Linked DNA regions of Mus musculus: region 2 is linked to region 1. A link is a contact called in public HiCAR-type data. All regions are on one chromosome and are shown on one strand. Each heading gives the region's core, a stretch centred on a gene start, on an enhancer-like site or on the middle of the called end of the contact. The rest is flanking DNA. Distances are from core to core; before and after follow the strand shown.

Region 1 (3,081 bases), core at 164-2,663:
GAAGCCCTTGCTTGCTTTTTAATCTGATGAATCTATGTCTCTGAATTGTCAAAACAGTACCTGTTACAGTATTTTTTGGAGCAAATCAAAGGCCAGAACTTAAATTTTCACTGTAGAAATGGGATGAATGGTAGGAAGACAGTTTTCAACTCAGCTGGACAGAACTCTCGCCGCTGTAGTCCGTGGAAGCGAGTAACTTGGACTTCCTTAGATCGCTTTTCCTTCTGCTTGTATTGAAATTGAGTATTTTCCTTTGGTTCATGTGGATGTTTTTAATGGGCTGTTAAATATTAGTTTGGTTTTTGTTTTTTAAAGATTAACCTTGAATGTTTCCAAGAATTATTCACCTAGTTTCTATAACCAATCGCAAGCCTCATAGCTACATAAAGACAGCAGATCAAGAAAGTCATGTTCCTCAAAGACTTAGAAATGAGGAACACTTTGCTTTCAGAAGGCCTAGCAGGAACCTGGAAGGACAGGAGGCATTCGGGTTAACCCACAGCACCCACTGAGCAGTGTCTGTCAAAGTAATTTTGCATAAATTTTATTTAAGGAGAATCCTGGGTAGTGTGAAATATTTTGCTAATCCTATGGGGGGGGCACCTGTTACAGAAAGGGAAAGTTAGTAGTCGTCCTTTTACTGACTGTCACAGTGGATTGGAAGGACAAGCATGTGCAAATACTCATCTCAGTAAGGTCGGGTGTGGGTGAAAGGACACAGAACTGCTGCTGACTTTCCGAATGTGTGGAATCCCCTTGTGAGGTATCCAGCCCTAGAAAGCCGAGAACAGGAAGTAATGCTTTGGGGCTAACCCACAGAAAGGTTAGTTTACCATTAGAATAGATGGGAAGAAGGCTCTGTCAAGAGTTCTAGGTCTCATTTAGTTTATAAAGGGAAGCTTTGGGTCCAGATGGTGAAAGAAAAGGCAACACAACACTAAAGATTTTATTCATGTTTGAGAAAAGGTATCTGAACTCCAGCTCAAAGGGGATAGTTAAAATAGTATTATTTAACTTAGTTGGTATTTATAATAAATGGCGATCTTAATTACTCATAATATGTTTATTTACAATCTAACTCTTGAATGCTTCTAAATAAACCACAATTCAAACTGCAAGCCAACCAAGCTGTTTATTGTTTAAAATGTTTTCCTGGGGTTTGGGGTAGAGGCAGAGCCCCATGATGTGAGAAATTGGGTATATTTGGAGGGACCTGTCCATCTAGGTCCAGTTTTTCGTTCCGTTGTACTTGCACGTAGCAACTTAAAAGAATTGTGAATACGTGTTATTTGAAACTCGTACCTGAACTAGTTTGGTCCTGGCGATAGCAACATTTGTCCTGTGAGACTCGCAGAGCCGGAAGTGTCTTCCAGTGGCCTCTCAGGAGGAGAGGGCGGGGCGGGAGCGAGGGGCGGGGCCGAGCCCGGCTTGGACTCCGAGCTTGTGTTAAATGTGCAGCTCCCGCAGTTTCGATTTTGCTGAGGGCGTTGTCACCTGGTAAGGCGTCCCTGGGACCCCATCTCTTTACCCTTTTCAAAGCAAGAATTCAGAGACGTTTGGGCTTACTCAGCGCCCAACACGTTGTTGCCCAAATTTGACTAACGGCCAGTGAGGTGGGATTTAAAATCCTTCCTCGATGAAATCCTACCTTTTCCTTCCTTGCCTACCATAGCAGAATCCCCTAGTAGAGAGGACTTGACCCTCCCGGTAGACAAGAGTCCCTGCTCCCCACTTTCAACACATTGACTCTCTCTGGTCTCCGCTGAATTGAGCTGTTCAACTCCACCCTACCCTAGAGGCCCTTCTCCCCAAAGGAGCATTCCAGAAAACCCAATCTTGGAGCTGAGCAGAGCCTGGAATCCCAGACCTAAACCAGGTGAGTAAGGGTCTTTATTTTAGCCCAGGAAGATGTGAGTATCCTAAGGAGTTACTGCGTCATTCAAGCCACTACTCAGGGATTGGGGGCAAAGTTCAGATTTGGCCTTGACCTTGCCTTAGGAAGAACAGACTCCGAAGTCTCAGAAAGCAATGAATGGATCAAGGCTCCCTCCCAGTCCAGTTTCACAGGGTTTCTTAGCCACAGCTCTTTTTTTTTTTTTTTTTTTTTTTTTGGTTTTTTCGAGACAGGGTTTCTCTGTATAGCCCTGGCTGTCCTGGAACTCACTCTGTAGACCAAGCTGGCCTCGAACTCAGAAATCCGCCTGCCTCTGCCTCCCGAGTGCTGGAATCAAAGGCGTGCGCAACTCTGACCCCTTAAGCCCTGCTTTTCCAGCCAAACTCCCGAATAGAAAGAAGCCTGCCTTCTACACTCCCAATCAGATTTCAGGCCTATCTGCTCTGGGATTTCTACAGAGTAATCACTTGATTAGAAAAGACAAAAGGACCCTTCCATAATAGGAAGCTGTGCTTCCCGCTCCTAGTCCTACCCAGCTTCCCTGTCTTTAAAATAAAGGACAGCTCAGCTTTTCCTGGTTTAAAAAAAAAAATTCTACATTCACTTGCAGAAATCCCTTAAAGTGAAATAACTTCTGCTTTTCTTTGATTTCCTCTGAATTGAACTCTTACTTAAAAAAAAAAAAAAAAGAGTTCCAAGGCACCTCCCAAACTGTTCTTCCCTAAGCAAAAGCTTCTTAGATAATGGTAGGGCTTCTTGGCAATCTTAAAAACTTAAAACCTCACATCAGTGCTAACAGGTTAATAGCTCTGAACCTTGTTTTATTTCTCATTAGTGAAAAATTCCGCTGGACTATGGGTAAGGCAGTCTCCCAGCTCACCTCTCGGAAGGATGAGGACAAGCCTATCCTACCTGATAACCCAGCCATGGCCAGCCAGGCTGCCAACTACTTCAGCACTGGTAGCAGCAAGCCAGCACACTCCTGTATGCCTTATGAAAAGGCTGCTAGTTCCAGCTTTGTGACTTGTCCTACCTGCCAAGGCAATGGGGAGATCCCCCAAGGTGAGTAGCCCAAGGCTCTGGAAATACTCTAGAAACCAGGGAGCGATCCGGATCTGCCCCTCCACATCTCCTGGAGTAGGTAGACCTCTCCTACGTATGCAGTCTCAGGCTGGCCAAGAAGGACC
Region 2 (2,828 bases), core at 281-2,780, 670 kb after region 1:
GAATAAGTTCAGAAATGGAAAACCTGGGTTCTGGGATGTAGGCTGGAAGCAGATCAGAGGACTCAGACAGAGCAGGATGACAAGCTCAGTATAGGGGGAGGGTCCCAGCACTGTTAATTTTGTTTAACCTGGAATGATAACAGCCAAGAGTCCTGGAGTACTATGTGATTCCAGGTATGACCCTGACCAAGCTCACATGCTCACATAGCAAAGAGGAGGTAGAGTTGAGAGCCTATGACCCAGCTATCGAGACTTCAGCATCTACAGTTTAACTGCTATACCATTTTGCTTCCTAGAATTCCAGGGGACTGAGGGTTTTTTTTTTGTTTTGTTTTTTGTTTTTTTTTTGGTTTTTTTTTTTTTTTTTTTGACAGGGTTTCTCTGTGTACCCCTGGCTCTCCTGGAACTAACTCTGTAGACCAGGCTGGCCTTGAACTCAGAAATCCGCCTCCTTCTGTGCTGGGATTAAAGGCGTGGGCCACCACCACCTGTCTGGGACTGAGTTCTTGACTAGAGGCTTCAGGAAGACAACCCCCCTATAATTATGTGCAAAGCATCATGTGTTTGTACACATGTGCCTTGTTCTGAGGAAGAATCCACCAATTTAGTCATATTTCTATGGCTCAGACGGCTACTGTGCTCTGAGGAAAAGACACACCCTGTCTTTCCCGGATCTCTTCATTCAGTCTTACTTGCCTTATATGCTTGAGCCAGGCCTTACCTTCCAGTCCCTGCATGGCCTCCAAAGTAATTTTGTTTATGTTTTTGTTTGTTCGTTTTTTCTGCAGTGTATGTATGTATGGTAGCTGGGACCAGAGTCTTGAAGACGCTTAGTACAATGTTGACCATTGGAATGCACTCCCAGCTTTCAGGCCTATTTTTCTAACATGCAAAGAAGGCACACATTTTTCTGTCGTAGAAACTCTTTAGGGCTGGGCGTATTATTAGCTTAGTGTTGAACATTTGCTTAGCACGTGCAAGGCCCAAAATCGTTCAATCCCTCCTCATTCACCAGAGGATGATGGCGCATGAGGCTCTCTACCTTTTCCTGTCTCTACCAATCAGCTTGGCCTACAAAGTGTGAACCCCCCCCCCCCCCCCGCCGCCCTCCCCGGTTCCATCCCTAGCACCACATAAAACCAGCCACCCCAGCGTTTGGGAGGTAGAGGAAGAACAATATGGAGTTAAGGTTATTTTCGGCTACAAAGTGAGTTAGAGGGCAGCCTGGGCTACACGATCGGCTGCGTTCTGGTGAGGATGAAGTCACTCTCAAATCACCAGTGTGCTCAACAAAAAAAAAAAAAAAAAAAAAAAAAAAAGAAGGGAGAATAAAGTGTATAAGATTTCTCCAAGCTCCCTTTCAACCAGAACGTGGCAGCCGGCTGGACTAGAGGGACCGCTTGGGGGCGACCGAGAGACCTTTGATTTTCCCTTTAAGGCTGCGGCGGAAGGCCCGAGGAAGAAGGACTTTGTGTCGGCAGGATAAAAATTGGTGCCTTCCCTTTAAGGGGGCGGAGCTATTGTTTTGGCGGCGGCTTTGAAAGCCGCTCTGGGTGCACGTTCTTAGGCGCCCCTCTCTCAGTTTCCGCTGCGGTCTTAAAGACGCTTCTCTTGGACCTTGCTCTGGGAATGCGACCGGACATAGTTCCCTACTCTACGTCTGGGTCGAGTTGGAGGTGAACCCTTGAGTCTGACACGGCCGGGCCGACCCGCCGGCCCGAGCCCACGGCCTGTCGTTATGGTAATGCCGCGTCTAAGCCGCCCGGGCTCTGGGGAGGAGGCGTTCCAGCCCCGGGGAAGCCGGACTCCGGGTTGGGCTCCGGGCTCGCTAGTCTGCTAGGACGGGATCTGCCTGGTAGAGACTGAGTGTAGTCTGCAGACCTGGGGGCTAGGTAGGAAGGGCGCGCAACGCGCAGGAGACCTTGTGAAAGGTACCTCCCCCGGACATACAGACCTACAGACAGACAGAAAAATAGTCATCAATCCCTGCGAGCCCAAACGTCACTGGCTTTTGGAATCTTTGCCCCCAACCTCGTGATCTTGGGGTGACTAACATTCAACTCTCCTCTCCCTCCTTCCCTTCCTCTCCTCCTCCGCCTCCTCCTCTGTTTTTATTTTTTTGGGAGGAGGGTGGGTCCTTGAAACAGGCTTTCTGCCCCTGGCTATCCTGTAACTCAGTATGTAGATTAGGCTGGCCTCGAACTCAAAGTTCTGCCTTAGGCGTTCTGGGAATTAAAGGCAGCAGCTACCATGCCACACGCCCTCAATCCCCCACCAAAAACCCAGGCTGTGGGTGTGACACTCGTCTGAGTCTGCTGTCCAGGAAGAAGAACCGTAGACTGGGGCAGTCCACACTCTTGGCAACTTTGCCTTTGGCTTTGGTCCTCTGTAGAAAGAAATCACTGGCTTGATCCTCAGAAACAAGGGTTTCAGGCAGGGTCCTTTCTTGTGTTGGACCAACCTTTGAGATTCTGTTGCAGAATACTCAGGCCTGTTTCCAGAGGTGGTGTAGGCAAGTAATCCCATCCTTTGGGAAAGGAAAGGGTCAGGAGTTCAAGGTCAGGGGCTGGGGAAGTGGCTGAGCAGGTAAAAGGTGGTTGTCTCTGATGCCTCAGTTACATCCCTAGGACCCATAGGGTGGAAGAAGCCGACTCCCTCAAGTTCTTTTCACCTTCACACCCATGCAGTAGTGTACCCCACCCCCACTAAATCAATCATTTTTTTTATATAAGATTTGAAAATTACCTTTATCAACATAATAATGACTTGAGGCCAACTTGGGCTACTTGAGACCCTTATGCTGACCCTGCCTTTGTCTCCCTTAGCAG

What was found. HiCAR-type assays count read pairs that join an accessible place to other places.
Region 2: a contact with region 1 is called in a HiCAR-type map of kidney, with 3 times the contacts expected there. The contact joins the promoter of Hrob here to the promoter of Tmem106a in region 1.

What each region holds. Positions count from the first base shown.
Region 1 is chr11:101,580,829-101,583,909 of GRCm38.p6, forward strand. It overlaps Tmem106a (transmembrane protein 106A), which reads left to right and starts at 1,414. Exons shown (of 9, transcript NM_144830.3): 1 at 1,414-1,497; 2 at 1,797-1,876; 3 at 2,730-2,956. The coding sequence starts at 2,749. It overlaps Nbr1 (NBR1, autophagy cargo receptor), which reads left to right. Exons shown (of 24, transcript NM_008676.3): 24 at 1-1,123.
Region 2 is chr11:102,247,352-102,250,179 of GRCm38.p6, forward strand. It overlaps Hrob (homologous recombination factor with OB-fold), which reads left to right and starts at 1,531. Exons shown (of 10, transcript NM_153544.3): 1 at 1,531-1,741. The coding sequence starts at 1,739.